Linked DNA regions of Lactuca sativa: region 2 is linked to region 1. A link is a contact called in public Hi-C data. All regions are on one chromosome and are shown on one strand. Each heading gives the region's core, a stretch centred on a gene start, on an enhancer-like site or on the middle of the called end of the contact. The rest is flanking DNA. Distances are from core to core; before and after follow the strand shown.

Region 1 (7,828 bases), core at 3,406-5,905:
TGAGCCGCATAATGAGCATCATACATGGCGTCAAAAAGGTTAGAATACATTAAATCCTTATCTGGCACTAATGGACCCGATGTAAACAATGAATACTGGAGATTTACATCAGCGCTACGCTGACAAGCAAAATAGGGGTAGATATTGGCAAGCATTGGCAAATTGTTTTGAGCTAGAAACGTAATAATCGGCCCGATAAATGTATTAGTCACGTTTTTATAAAACACGCCTTCGCTTGGAGGATATGCGTTCTCTAACAGACCTGCGTAGGTTGCTGTTGAGACCTTGATTTGTTTATCTAATCCCGCGTCTACAATAGCTCGGTGAACATTTTGCATCGCCGGAAGTACGAAGGTGACATATTGTCGGTTAACAGTGTTATCACTGTTTGGGTCGACTTCGTTTCCGACGGCGATGTACCGGAATTTGACTTCGGGGTAGTTTTGAATGTGGTTTTGAACCCAAGTTCTTGCATTGGATGGATTTGTGAGGGACTCAAGTTCAATATTTGGAACGTCAAGTATGAGTTCGATGTTGGTTCTCTGGAGGGCTCGGAGAGTGACTGGATTTGGATCGTAGATTCGCATCCTGGTTATGCCGTTCCTCTGGTAAAAGTTTACTGTCTCTTCTTCCGATGGAAGATTTTTGCCTAGCCGGCCGTTGCATACTCCGATCTGTTGTGCTTGTGTATCTGTTTTGCATCAAGTAATTAAATTGTTAGATATTTTATATTTTTTTTATGTATTTATGTTTAACTATCTTACTAAATTGAAAAAAAAATATGGTTAGAACTTAGAATGCATATTTGGACATCTTTGTTTTAGTTTGTATCAATTTATGCAAGGAGATAGTCTTTTGTGTGAGGATCATTACTACTTTATGAAACAAACTTTTTAAACCGTCTTTAGTAAGGGTTTATGTGTTTGAAATGTTAGTCATTTGCATATTTATATTTTGGTCTCAAGTTTTAAATTTTGTTATAAATTTTGTCAAACTTTTTATTCTTTTTATTTTACAAAATTGTCATATATATATATATATATATATATATATATATATATATATATATATATATATATATATATATATATATATATATATATATATATACAGAGAGAGAGGTTCAAATGTGGACTAACATCTATTGTGTGGACGTGTGGATAATGTTATTCTGTGATAATTACAAAGAAAATATGGTGTTTGATAATATGAATACGTTCAATCTTATATAATTATTTTAATTATTAAGCATTTTCACTAATTAAATCGTCTATAAGATTATTATACACTTTTCTTAATTATTCTCATTCTGTCAGAATGTTATCCGTATTTTTATTGAGTTGTATTCTGTAAGAATTAAAATAAAAATTTTAATAATTTGATAAACTTATAATAATACTATGTCAAAAAAACATATATGAACCCTAAGTTTATTATCTTTTATATTTTTTATATAATCATATACTAAAATTAATAAAATCCTAGTTTGTTTTAAAAAAAAATATATTGTTTAGTTATTCGTAATCTTAAAAATAATAAAACTGGTTGTAAATAAAACATTTTGTAGTAAACAATTGGTTACATTAAGTTGCTAATAAAATTAACGATAACAAAATTTGTTGGGTGTATATATGAAGGATAGAATACCAATTATTATATAAGAAAAATAAGATATTAATAAAAAATGACTATTAAGGTGAGAAAAAATCGAACTATAAAATGAAAAAAAAAATTGAAAAAGTTGTAACAAAAAAGGCAAAATTGAACAAATAAGGAAAGTTGTGTTTTCTTATTTCGTAAAATCTGGTATTTATGGTGTGATACGGTTTTGCATTATATACCGCACGAAAAAATGGTATCATACCATTCGTAAAAACTACATACCAAAGACTGATCCATATGTTTTTTTTAATATGTAAATAATACTATTATATGCTTTTAAAATCTTAAGCTTGTCATGAAAAAACCATTAATGGTAATAATAACACTATGACTGTGGCTATTATTTTGATATATTCAGAAAATTTATCAAGAATTAATTTCATGAATTACGAAGTGTATATTTGGGTACAAAAATATTATCTTAACTCGTTTTGAAAATGGAGTTTCAATATTTTCTAACATTTTAGTCACTAACTCACAACAAAGCCTCTTTATATTTGTGTTTGATTTAGTATAAGCCCAAATATATATAACTACAATCAATTGGTTTTGGGGTCTTAGAAACCATACCGAACCACATAGAAATAGAACCACAACTTAGACTGCAAACCACACTATGTATAAAAATTGAATTTAACTAGTTTGACTTAAAGTATCAACCCAACCAAATCTAATATCTAATATGTAATATGTATAATCTAATGAATTGAGATTTCACAACCCAATAAAACATGCTGAGTAAATGGATTTACTTCGTCTTAAATAAACAAATTAAATATGTTTTAACCCATTTTATTTTTAAAATACAAGTAAAACAAAGAGCTAACACAAAGTTAAATAGGATATAAAGCCGAATAAAAAGTATATATAAAAAATTAATATAAAATCAAATACAAACGAGTTGACAAATTAAAATCAAATTGAACATTTTAACATCCTTCAATACGTTTTCACCAAATGGGTTAAATAAATTGACCCATTTAAATTAAAAAAAATTGAAAATCTTCACCCATCCTATTAAGTTTGACTTCAGTTCAAGTTAAGTTAATGTCTTTTAAGTCACGTTTTTCCGTTATTAAGTAGTTAAAATATATAAAACACACACACACACACACACACACATATATATATATATATATATATATATATATATATATATATATATATATATATATATATATATATATCCGTTATGGTTTAGGTTCTATGGAAAAAAAAGAAACCCTAAAAATCATAAAAATACATAAAAAATACTTAGACATCACAAATCTTTTTTCTTTTTTTTTTTGATTTTATATTATGAATTTTCGCAGCTTTTTCTTTATTTTCGCTGAAATTTAAAAAAAAAACCAAAAAAAAATATCGAATTTTTTTTTTCAGCGATTTTTTAAATAAACCTGCGATTTTTAGGTAAAAAATGTCAAAAAAAAATATTTGTGATCTCTAAGTATTTTTTTATGTATTTTTATGATTTTTAGGGTTTTTTCAGGGTTTTTTTTTTTTTGTTTTCCTATAACCCTTCCCATATATATATATATATATATATATATATATATATATATATATATATATATATATATATATATATATATATATGTATATATGGATGAGGTTAAATATAAAATCATTATTAACAATGAATCAAACAAATAATAGTGAGCATAAAAAATCGTAATGATCAACGACTAAGGGAATGATTGTACATACACTTGATTATACCAAAACAATCACATTTAAAAAAAAACAGAATATACCGTTGTTCACAAATTTTCGTCCTCTTTTCATAGAGATCCATGTTGATAAATAAAAGACATTTTTTTTCGAAAAAAACTCATTTCGTTTTGTTGTTTATTTTTTCAATATTTAGGTTTATTTTTATCAAAAAAAAAAAAATACTAGCTATACAAAAAATATCAATTTTTTGTCATCTATTAACAAACATCAACATCGATTAAAAAAAACTCTCAGTTCAGATTTACACTGTAAATATAAACTGTAAATATTTTAATTTTAACATTCACAATGTGAATCCGAGTTATTATTTTACCTATTTGACCATTCACAAATTAATTTAATGAAATTTACATATGAATTGAAATATATTTCAATTTAATTTTATAATATTTTAACGTTTTGATTACTTATAAGTTAGTTTTGTAAAATCAACAAATTGATTTATTTAAATTGAGAATCTGACATATTTTTGTGAAACCGTGAAATCATTTTTTTTCTAGTTAAATATTACAATATTCTATTGTTTGTTAAAATATAATATATGTAATATTTAATATTCTAAAACAATATTATTATCATATTTTATATTGAAATATTATTAAAACATATAGGGCGTGTTCGGCACAAAGCATTTGAGAGTTTCTAGCTTTTAGTGTTTGACAAAACGCTCCGTTTTGAACAGAAAGCCGCGTTCGGCACTACAATCTTCTAGCGTTTAGTTGAAACAAAACGCTTCAAATCCAAATGCTACTTCATGTAACGTTTAACAAAACGCTACAAGCTACCCGCTATCTGCTACAAGTCACCAGCTACCAGCTAATTTTGCCGAACACGTCCGTAGTATTAGAATATTACATATATTATATTTTTACGAGCATTACAATATTAGAATATTTCAGTAAAAAAATTAGTCTTACGGTCTCACAAAATTAGATGTCTCAAATAAACTATATATATATATATATATATATATATATATATATATATATATATATATATATATATATATATATATATATATATATATATATATATATATATATATATATATATATATATATATATATATATATATATATATATATGAGAGAAAGGAAGACATACCTGTGAATATGAGTAGATTAATGAACAGGCCAAGTAGCAAGAGTTGTGGTGCCATTGCCATAAGTTCAGTTTATGGAATTTGTCATTGACATCTAAACTATATATAGACTTTAGTCACAGGAGGGGTGGATGTGTTTCATTATATTATTATTATTATTATTATTAATATTTTCTTTTGTAGTTTTTCTTGTTTCAGTTTGATAAAGACATTTAAACTTTTCATATGCCAAATATATTCAGATATGTTTGTTTATTTTTATGATTATGATACAGTGTTTCATTTTGTCTATATACTATAGACAACAATGCAAAATTGGTCCTTGTTTTTTTTTCAAAAACGATAAATAAAGTAAAAAAAGTTTTTAACTTGTATTAAAGGTTTATACTCAAAAAATTCCTTTGGTTTTATTCCTAATAATTTTAAAAAGACTATTGCCTTTTTTGTTTATTTTTCCATTATTTTATTGAATTCAATATTTCAACAATAATTCAAAAAGAAAAGAACAATATCCTACCCCACCACTACTAGAAACCTAACATTCTGCGACGAAATTAGCGACAGAATCTGTAGCTAATTAGCGAATGTTTTCCGAGGGATCAACTATGGATTTCACAAAATCCTTCAACTCAATTAGTTTTAGAAATTCAGTGATGGGTTATTGAGGGCTCAGCGACGGATTGATCTAACTTTTTCTACAAAAAGAAATCCCTTGCTAATCTGTCGCAAGTTAACAAATTTTTAGCTAGGGAACAACGACAGATTTCTTAAAAACACGAGTTTTTTTTATTGGGCCTCGTCAATCCATCGCTGAAAGGCCCACACTTTTTTTTTCTCTCATTCCGCTCACTTTTCTTTTACGTTCACTCATTTTAATTTCATTCCGTCTGAAAGCCCTAAACACGATTTCCTCCCAAAGCCCTAAATCACAACGCATTGACTCAATTCCATCCTACGCCATGGAAATCACCTCCACCACTGTCCACCTGCATCGCCTCTTTTACCTGTATCGCCTCTCACGAAAGTTTACTTGAAGCAACGACGAAGAACATCCGCGTGGCTTTCCTCTCGGTCTGTCTCCCTTCCTCGTTGACTCGTGGTTTCCCGCCAACGCCTTTTGATCTGTTGGTTGCTAGAAAACTATGGTGGTCATTCAAGCTCTTATTCTTACAAATCCGATTAACTTCGAGGTAAATTTGAACTTTTGTGGATGAATTGCATAATTTTAGGCCATTGTTATGTGTTATATGTGTTAGATGATAGTACTAGCTGTGAATTGATGTTACAATTGATGAAATTTGAATAAATTTGAGGTAATTTTGGATGAAATTGCTATGAATATAATTTAGGTGTCACAGAAGAATGTGTCACTCCTTGAAAGGGTAAAAGTCTATCCCCTGTCAATTGAAGTCTTAATTCTATTGATTAAAATAATAGTGTTATATAGCCTAACACTTTATATGATTAGATATTTGCTTGTGTCATCAAGTATTGTAATTTTGTAACTTCGTTTCTTATAAACATTCCATTCGATTTTTAGTTTTGTTATTCCTGATTTCCTGGCATCCCTAGTCGCTGCTAGAGTTGGAAGGGCTTTCTCTTCTAGTTTTCGCTCATCGTGAGTTCGTGGTGTTGCTGATGAATTATGATACTCTTATGAACAGAGTGAGGTAGTATTTTGATTTGCTATTTGTTTGTTCAGTTACATCGAGTTTGTGATTTGGATTTGGATTTGGCATCATCTTTTGTGAGTAGTTGTCTGTATCTATGATTGAGATTGATTTCTCTCTTTTCTTCCAACCATAGTGAGTTTTTTTCTTGATTATCATGATGATGAATAAAAATTCTTTTTACATGCATATGTACTTTTATACATAGTTTGATCACGCTTATTTGTCAATGCATATTTTAGGTTTTTGGATTTTGGGTCGCGAGTGAGGATAAAAGGGAGCTGGTGGAAACTTTATCAATCACCATTGTAGGTTTCATCGTTTTCGATAGGGAACAAAAGCAAGGAGTTCTCGGTTATATATTTGGTCAGTACTTTCACATTACTTAAATCTAACTAAAATGATTTTGAAGCTACGAATCTTGACTGTTAGTATCAAAGAAACATCTCTGATTGCAAAAACAAAACATTTTTGCCTAAATTTTGCCTTACATTGTTGTTTTAATGCTAAAATTAAACACATAAAGCACCTCTTTATTCAAGATTTTTCAAAGTATATTTGTTTTCTCAAGCATAGTGTCATTCAATGGTTACAAAAGCAACTCAGTCGCTAAATCTTAAAGGATACCATTTGTAACAGTTGTTCTACAAGGTTTCATGAAGCAATCAAAAGATCCTGTTGAAGTAGCATTTGAGGAATTAGATGAATCCTTGGTTGATTCCCCTGACACTCATGATGAGATTGTGGCGCAAACTCTATCATATAAACCAAATATCAACTCCCAAAAAGATGATTTGGAAAGCAGTATTCATCCTTTAAACCAACCAAAATCAAGATTCAGGTTGACCTCAACTTCAGCAGCCATCCCAACCAATCAAAAGAGCAAAGAAGATGACGATGAGTAAGAAGAGGCAAACATGGATGTTGAACTTGGAAAATTCCCATCTACAGGAGACCCCGACAAAATGGCCAAAATGCAGTAAGTTTACATATATGTCCTTCAAAGTCATTTTTAACATCAGGAATAATAATATAAGTTTTTATATACATGTTCCAGGTCAATATTATCACAGTTCACTGAGGAACAAATGAGTAGGTATGAATCTTTCAAAAGATCTGAATTTCATAAATTAAACATGAAAAGGGTATTTTTTTCTCTGTAATTGAAAAATGAGTATGAACACATGAAGCCTAATAATCCTTCTTTATATAGTTATTAGCCAGCATTACTGGAAGTGCCAAGATTTCAATGCCAATGACTATTGTCGTATCCGGGATATTTGTTGGTGAACTTGTTAAGATAGGTACACTATACACTGTGTTTGACATGCATTGGATAAGGATAGAGACTGATGTCAATTTGACAAAAGTTACAATCTTTTGTGCAAATGACATGATTGCCCTTGTCATTGTTAATGATTGTAAATAAAAAATGAATTGTGATATTTGCAGCGAGGGTAGTGATGACAGAGAGAAAGGAGACAGGGCCAATAAGGCCGTGTCACAAAATCTATCTAACATCTTATATTCATGTTTTAAATGTAAGTTGTGTATGAACACAGGAAGTATGCGGGGAGATGGATATTAAAGATGTGGAAATTGAGGCTAAACATCAACAAATGTGAAAGTTGTGGTAATAAATAATGTTAATTATTTTTAA
Region 2 (7,828 bases), core at 1,834-4,333, 140 kb before region 1:
TCTCATATATATATATATATATATATATATATATATATATATATATATATATATATATATATATATATATATATATATATATATATATATATATATTACTCATATTCCGTCGACCCGGTAAGCCAAAGTATTTTGCGGTAAAAATAAATGTTTGATTAAGAATGATTCCCCATTCTTAACATTTTTATTTTTTCAATTGATATTACATCTCTCTCTCTCTCTCCCTATAATAATAATAATAATAATAATAATAATAATAATAATAATAATAATAATAAATTTAATTATTTTTTAATCAATCTGCCCCACAAGGCCACAACCCTATATCTCACCTAACATTGTGTTCTTTGAAAGAAACATACTTCACAAGGAAAAAAAAAAGTAGAGGAGGGCCAGATCATTTTAATGCAGCCTAATTAGTATTTTTTTAATAAATAAAAATATAACAATAAATACTTATTATTAGAAGATTAAGTATAAGAATAAGTTTATTGTTTCTAGAGGTTTTATAATGTGCTAAAAGGACTTAGGACATGGCCTAGGTGGTTCCAAGATGAAATAATTAGACTGTGATGTTATTTTTGGCTTTTCCTACAAGATGAAACTGTTGTTCTTTTAATGTTATTTATTTATTTATTTATATTTATTATTTTTATCATTCCTAAATGTCGAAACCTTTCAAATATTGATTATGATCATAAACAATCCTCCTTTTAGAGCATCGTTTCAACGTCTAACGTTTTTAGTCCTCAATGTTTAACAACCTTTTGTTTTACATAAACAAGATGAATCTTAGTGATTCCACAAGTCATATATTTAATCCTTATATAATACATTAATTTCTCCAAAAAATAAAGAAAATCCAAACAAATTCAACTACTCCCAATTACAATATTAAATAATCAATACACAACCCGAATTGTTGAATAAAAATCATATAACACGAGTCATCAATTCTTGTTCTCTATGTTTGTACTATCTCTATGTTGCATCCCTAAGTTGACTCACCAAACCAAAACATCTTCAAAAGTATAAATGACTATTTTGCCCTTTGGTCTTTGGACAACATACAACAACCATATCAACTGAAAATAGTTATTACAATGCAATTGCTTGTGGATAAGTAGCACTAACTTCCATTCTCAATGACCCCCAAACATTTTTACATTCTTCCCATTTTGCCCTCATGCCTACAAGGAACACCTCTGCCCACACTTCATTATCCCCATCTATGCTCAGATCATAAGGTACAGAAAAACTGTTTCCACCAAAAATATATAAACAACAATAAACAATGAACCAAAAAAAAAATTGAAAATAGTTAAAAAGATTCTTACCTCATTAATTCTTCTTCTGAAGGTTTTTTACTGGAGCTACTGTTCCTAAAGTTTAATAATAATATACACCAAAGTTAAAACTAGAGCATAAAGTTTGCAACTTTACATAATATAAGGGGTAAAATAGACCAGAAATTAAAAACCTTTGGACAAAAATGTTAAAAAGATGTAGTGATTTGGTGGAAAGATTATATACAGCATCTTCTATATGATCCTTCCCAAAAATATACACCACTGGGTAACCAAGAAGCCACCTGTAACAAAAATGTAAAATGACATAAAAGGACATACAAGGGTATACAAAGGGAACTGAGCATATAAGGGTATATTTGGAAAAGAAACATGATTTCTTCATCCCTTTGTAATACTACATCTCATTCCATATTTGATTACTGCTTACCAAACACAAACACTACCTTAGCCTTTTATTAAGAATCATGCTACTAGAAGGGTATAATCGTCAAATATAATTCTAATATTTCAAGACAGATGTTGAAGGTGGATGAATTAATTACCCATTTAGAGTTGGCAAAGTGATGAGAGTATCTTGCATAAAATGAGTGAGATCAATGAAGTCAGAAACATCATTATTTGTTATTACATCAGTAGAAAAGAATGATGAAAACAGCTTCTGAAGTGATATGAATTGTGCTCCTATAGAACTCGTTTCAACCTCAGGTATCATCTGGATTAATTGATTTAAAATAAGAAATTGGAAAATAAATACAACTTTGTGAATTATATTTTTAAGTTTTAACCTTTGGTGGATCATGTTCAAGGTCAACAAAATGCAGGTTGACTTCTTTGTTTATTGTTGATTTCATAAAATCTGCAATCGCTTTGACATGTATTAGATATATCATATCTTCAATAACCATGACTCTCAAGTTTTCAAAGATAGAAGACTCCTGCATTCAAAAACCACAAGAAACAATAGTTAAAAACATCTCTGAAACTTGAAAAGCTGAGTTTCTGACAATAATGCAGAGATGTTATAATATCGATTCAAGATATAAGTTGTAATGAAACCTCTTTGTTAAGCTTTAGAAATGAACATAGTCTTTCTCTCAATTCAGGCATCTTTCCACCATAGTCTATCATTATTACTGGTCTCATTCCAGTGCATAATGCCAGGATATCTGCCGAAATATACATGTAAGCAAATGTTGCTATCAGTTCATTGACAACAAGTTGCTGTTATTGAGTTTGATCCAGAATATTAACCCTATTTCTCATTATTGGGGTATTTTAGCGAATGTTGAAGTAGTGCTATGAATTATAGTTCTAACAATTGTATCATGGTTTGAACTTTTTTCATGATCGTGAAAGATAATTGCTCAATTAGGGTTCCTAAAACCGAAAAAAACATAAGTAAGAGTAAAAACAGCAGATACGATTGCGAATATATATATTATTGTATTTCTAAGGGAAGCATGAAGGGGTTATAACCTGTCTCAAGACGACGTTTTGATGAAGCTCTGAGACGCCAGTTAGTTCGAGAAAGTGAAAAATCGAGTACCCTTAAGACCTCTGATATATCTACCTCCATTGCAGAAGAAAAGAGTGTCGATCAGCTGAATAATAATCTTTTAGGTGCTTACTGATACCATATATCAGGACTTACAACTCTGAATGACTAGTTTTCATTGTAAAACACAAAATGTGAAAACCTAGTTGGGGAAGGATTAATTGGGTTTGTTTTCAAAGAAAGTGTAACCCTACAAACTCTACTATTTTGTTTTAGTAGTGTAGGTTTATGCCACAAAATGTGAAATTATATATACAAGTTTGTTGTGTTTTAGTTTTTTTGTTTTTTTTGGGTTAATCATTTACCATTATATTACCTTATAATTGCATTTGACCCCATCATTTAGCTATGAATTACCCTCAATATTTTTATGTTCCCATTTGCTATTATTTTTTTGAAAATTGTGGTAACATTCGTTTTTAGTATTTTTTATATAAAACCGATCGTTATAAAAATTATAAATAATTATATATTTTATATAATTCAAGAATATATTATGTATTACTTTAAGAAAACATAACTATACAAGTATTTAAAGGTAGGTCATCTCATAATTCAAATAATTGGCACTTAAATCAAGTTTTGTTATTAAATAAAAGTGTATACTCTTATTTATAAAATGATATGTAAAAATATATTCATTTTTACTTGAAACAATCTAAATGAAAGTTGTAATACTCCTCAATAGCTACGCATAAATATATAGAACGTCGAAAAAGGAGCTCGTATGAAGAACTTGCGGATTTATAAAGTTGGGATATAAAAATGCGCCATTTAGCCGGCAGCCGGACCACCAGACACTCCGGCAGCGCGTGGCGGCAAGTGGGGGTGAGTGGTCGGTGCCAAATGAAAGCTAACATCATTTTCCTTTAAGAAAAGTTGGTTTCCACTCCGTATATTGTGTGAGCTAGTGCCAGTAATCGATTGAACACACTGGAAGGCAATTATGAATCCCACTTATTTCATTCCTATACATACTATATATGTATGTGTAGATCTTGGAAGAAAGAACACATACTACTAAAATCCAGCCAAGAACTACTTTTGTATACTTATACTTTCTAATAGTATATTATTCACTCAAATACGTGTATAATACGAGGTTCACATTAGGAGAATATATCAACGTTTTAGTAGTTTGTGATTGATGTTTTGCAAAACATATGAGTTATCTCACTATATTATGTATTTTAATATGTGTTTATGTATGTTATGTGTATCTATGTGTATATATGTTATTATATTCATAGTAGTGTAGGGGTTGTTGGCGGAACGACAGTTGAGTCGGGAGCCTATAGACCCGAGTGTTAACGACGAAATGGCAAGTAGGCCTTAAGTCGAAATACACTTATTAATGGTGGAACGACCAACGTATGGGAGTCATTTGTTTGTATGCATGTATATGTATTGTGGTATATGATATATTGGGGAATTCACTAAACTTTATGCTTACCCAGTGGAATATAAATATTTTTCAGGTACTTCTTCAAATAAAGTGAAGGCCATTGCATGACTGTACACACACATCGGCATATAAAACTTTCGTTGTTTTATTTATTTTGGAATAAATGTATTTGTTTTCAAAATGACTGTTAAACTATGTTTTATTTAAATGTGTGAAATGGTTTTTTATTTACAATAATGATTTTTTTTGTATTGGAAATTTGGGGACGTCACAATTTTTCATTTTAGTCATTGACCAGTCACACATAGGTATTTTAAAACGAAATAACTTAGAATGAAAGAGAAAAAAACGAAGGCAAGAGTCAAAATTGCGACTTCTTCTTGAGGACGGGGCATATTAGCCAGTAAGTCAATGAGTCTTTTTTCGTATTATTAGTGTTTGTTGTATTTAATGTACACATGTCATTAGAAATAACAAATTATTTCTTAGATGAGTTACAAATGAATTAACAATTTTGATTAACTTAAATATTAGTATGCCATATTGTTTATTAGATGTAACGGACTCAAGACTTACACTAAGTTTTCTTTCATTTTAAAATACATGTGTACATTAAATACAACAACACTTATAATACAAAAAAGAGAGTTATTGACTTACTAATTAACATGCACCGCCCCTCAAGGAGAAGTAGCAGTTTCGACTCTTTAGAAATATTTTGTTTCTCAACAAATATGTCATTAGAAATAGTCAATTGTTTCTTAGATGAGTTATGAATCAATTAACAATTTTGATTGACTCAAAGATTAGCACGTCATATTGTTTATTAGATGTCACATACTCAAGACTTACACTAGGTAGTTTTCCTTCATTTTAAAATATATGTGCACATTAAAATACAACAAACACTGATAATATAAAAAAAAAAAAGAGTCATTGACTTAGTAGCTAACACGCTCCGCCCCTCAAAGAGAAGTCGTAGTTTCGACTCTTGCATTTGTCTTTTTCTTTTTTTCATTTTAAGATGCTACGTTTTAAAATATCTATTCGTGACTGGACAATGAATAAAATGAAAAAAAAAATTCTAAAAAATAATGTCAGATGGGGAACAAAAAGATGTTGGGCTAAATGCAAACTTATACGTAAATATTAGGGATAAATGCAAATTTATACGTAAATGTTAGGGCTACATGTAACCGGAAAAAAAATGTCAAACCGACACGTCATCATGACCTGTAGGTGACCGGCTAAGGAACCGAAAATTAAACGGTTTTTAAAATATAATGACAAATGAGGAACAAAAAATAAAGTTGGGGATAAAAGAAAACAAGATTATATATAATAGCTTTTGTAACATAAACCCAAAATTTTATTTTAGACAAAATTTAACAAATGGTCTTTTTGGTTAAAAACATTTCTTGGATTTTTTTGAAACTTTTTTTTCATGAATGGTCTTCAACTATGAATTTTGTAACTTTACAGCCTTACAGGTCCTTATGACTAATATCATTAGTTTTATGGTAAGTCCAATACGAAAAGACCTTTTTACCCTTTTTATTGTAGACCCCTCTCTCTCTCTCTCTCTCTCTCTCTCTCTCTCTCGCGCGCTTTAATGTGTCCACCACCAAAACCGCCCAAATCATGGACAAGTTCCAACCAAATAGCACCAAGGCTGAATGCCAGTTGTAGTGGTTGTTGTGAAGCAGAGGGATCTAGTTATGGTTCAGGTTCTGGATCATCCTCCTCGTCGACGGCAATGTCTCCGATGATAGGACAATTTCCTATCTAAGAAACATGTGGCCTCATTTACAGTCAAGGCCAACGAGAACCAGAAAGAGAGGACATGCATCGTTGGACCACCGTCATCGCTTGCTTTCAAAAGACCTATAACTCTCCTCCAAGGGCTTGCTCATTCACCGACCACCAACAAAAACCTATCAATTCAAGGGTTTGCTCTGATTCCAAACGTTTTGACCACACCGCCGTCGTCACCCTCCTTCTACTCCCTTGTTCTTCACACCACCACCACCACATGCAACAACCAAAGGTCACCGACCTCAACATGATGACGAAAATCCCTAAATAGAAATACCTCCTCGTATAATTACAATAACCCACCATAAAGGTCATCTTCACAAGGCTAATTTGACTCATCCCCTCCACCATCACTATCAAAACCATATAAGATGACTGTTGGATCTATATGTTCAATAATCATTATTGAATGATGTTGCTAATAACATATGATCCTATAGGTTCACACCTTTATCAAGTTGGAACATTTAGAATGTTTATTATTAATACGATTATTAATAAATAAAATCAACTCTTGTATTTAATTAGAGAATAATTATTGTTTTGTGTAAATAATAATTAAAGAGAGTATAACTAGTTATTATATCATATAATATGATTTAATAAGTCATGCATAAAGTTTTGGACACTTTGGTTAACTTTAGACTTACTAATTAGTTACTTTTATCTAGTTGGAGAAACAAGATAAAGATTGTCTGTTCTTTTTTTTTCATGGCCGAAAGTTGTACAAGGGCATGAGAGGTTGCTTGCCAACCTCCCTCCTTTGTCCCTCATGCCTATAAACACTAGTGATTACTTTAGATTATTTAATGGGGTAACTTTTGACTTGCATGGAGCTATAAAAGAATGCACGAGGCTTGCATTTTGGCTAGTCTTTTACTCTTTTCTTCTCCCTATTAAAACCATAGCATGTTTCTTCTTTCTTTCTCTTTTTGTCTTTTGAAGTGTAATGAAGATTTGATGCTAAGAAGTGCTTCTTCTTTAGTTGTAACATCCGGTCATGGAGGTATTTATTTATTTGAATTATAGCTTTTGGATAAGGCTCACGACATGAGACATGGTAGTCACGTCATGAGTGGCCAATGACTAATTGACCTGTGTTTTTTAGTCTCACGACGTGAGACTATGGATGCTCACGACGTGAGGACGGTCTGATGACCAAAACCATAATATTTCGAGTATCTAATGGAATGATAGGGCTAAGGTTGCCCATCCTTAGCCTCCCTCGTGCTCTTGCCTCTTGAAACCCCTAATCTCAACCTACTTGGAGTCCTTAGCCATTTTTGTATCTTTGAAGCTCTCTTTGGTGGATTTTGTCTCATAGAAGTGGAAGAAGACCTTGGTGGAGCAACATATTGGCACTCCAGCTTTTACCTCACCTTCTTGCAGAGCTTTTGGACCATTCTAAGCCATAAAGTTATGGCCTTTCTATCTATTGCATGCTAGATTTAAGTGTTAATCTCTTTTTTGCATGGTTGTAAAGGATTACATGCATGGAATCCATAAAGTTGGCAACTTTATGGATCATTGAGGCATTCTCTGTAGTATAATCTTTCGATCTGAGTTTTTGAGTAGTTTTAGACTCCAAGCATGAGTCTTGACCTCATTTTCCACTCTTTTTACCTAGTGAGTAGTTGGGTCATGCATTGTACATACATGAGTAAATGAAAATCAATAATAAAAATGATTTCAGTTCTACTGCGACTTTCCTAATCATGTAATTAGATCAGATCTGGTTATTCA

The links. Hi-C and Micro-C count contacts between places; a contact is called where the count stands out from the background.
Region 2: a contact with region 1 is called in a Hi-C map of seed, with 4 times the contacts expected there. The contact joins the promoter of LOC111899389 here to the promoter of LOC111899382 in region 1. A contact is called at or near these places in 2 of 4 Hi-C or Micro-C datasets (leaf and seed).

What each region holds. Positions count from the first base shown.
Region 1 is chr1:99,697,994-99,705,821 of Lsat_Salinas_v11, reverse strand. LOC111899382 (glucan endo-1,3-beta-glucosidase, acidic) reads right to left here and starts at 4,655. Exons shown (of 2, transcript XM_052771753.1): 1 at 4,501-4,655; 2 at 1-691. The coding sequence starts at 4,561. It also overlaps the pseudogene LOC111899446.
Region 2 is chr1:99,839,634-99,847,461 of Lsat_Salinas_v11, reverse strand. LOC111899389 reads right to left here and starts at 3,083. Exons shown (of 7, transcript XM_023895231.2): 1 at 2,787-3,083; 2 at 2,367-2,476; 3 at 2,096-2,245; 4 at 1,853-2,022; 5 at 1,481-1,591; 6 at 1,338-1,382; 7 at 853-1,258. The coding sequence starts at 2,886. The coding sequence ends at 1,099.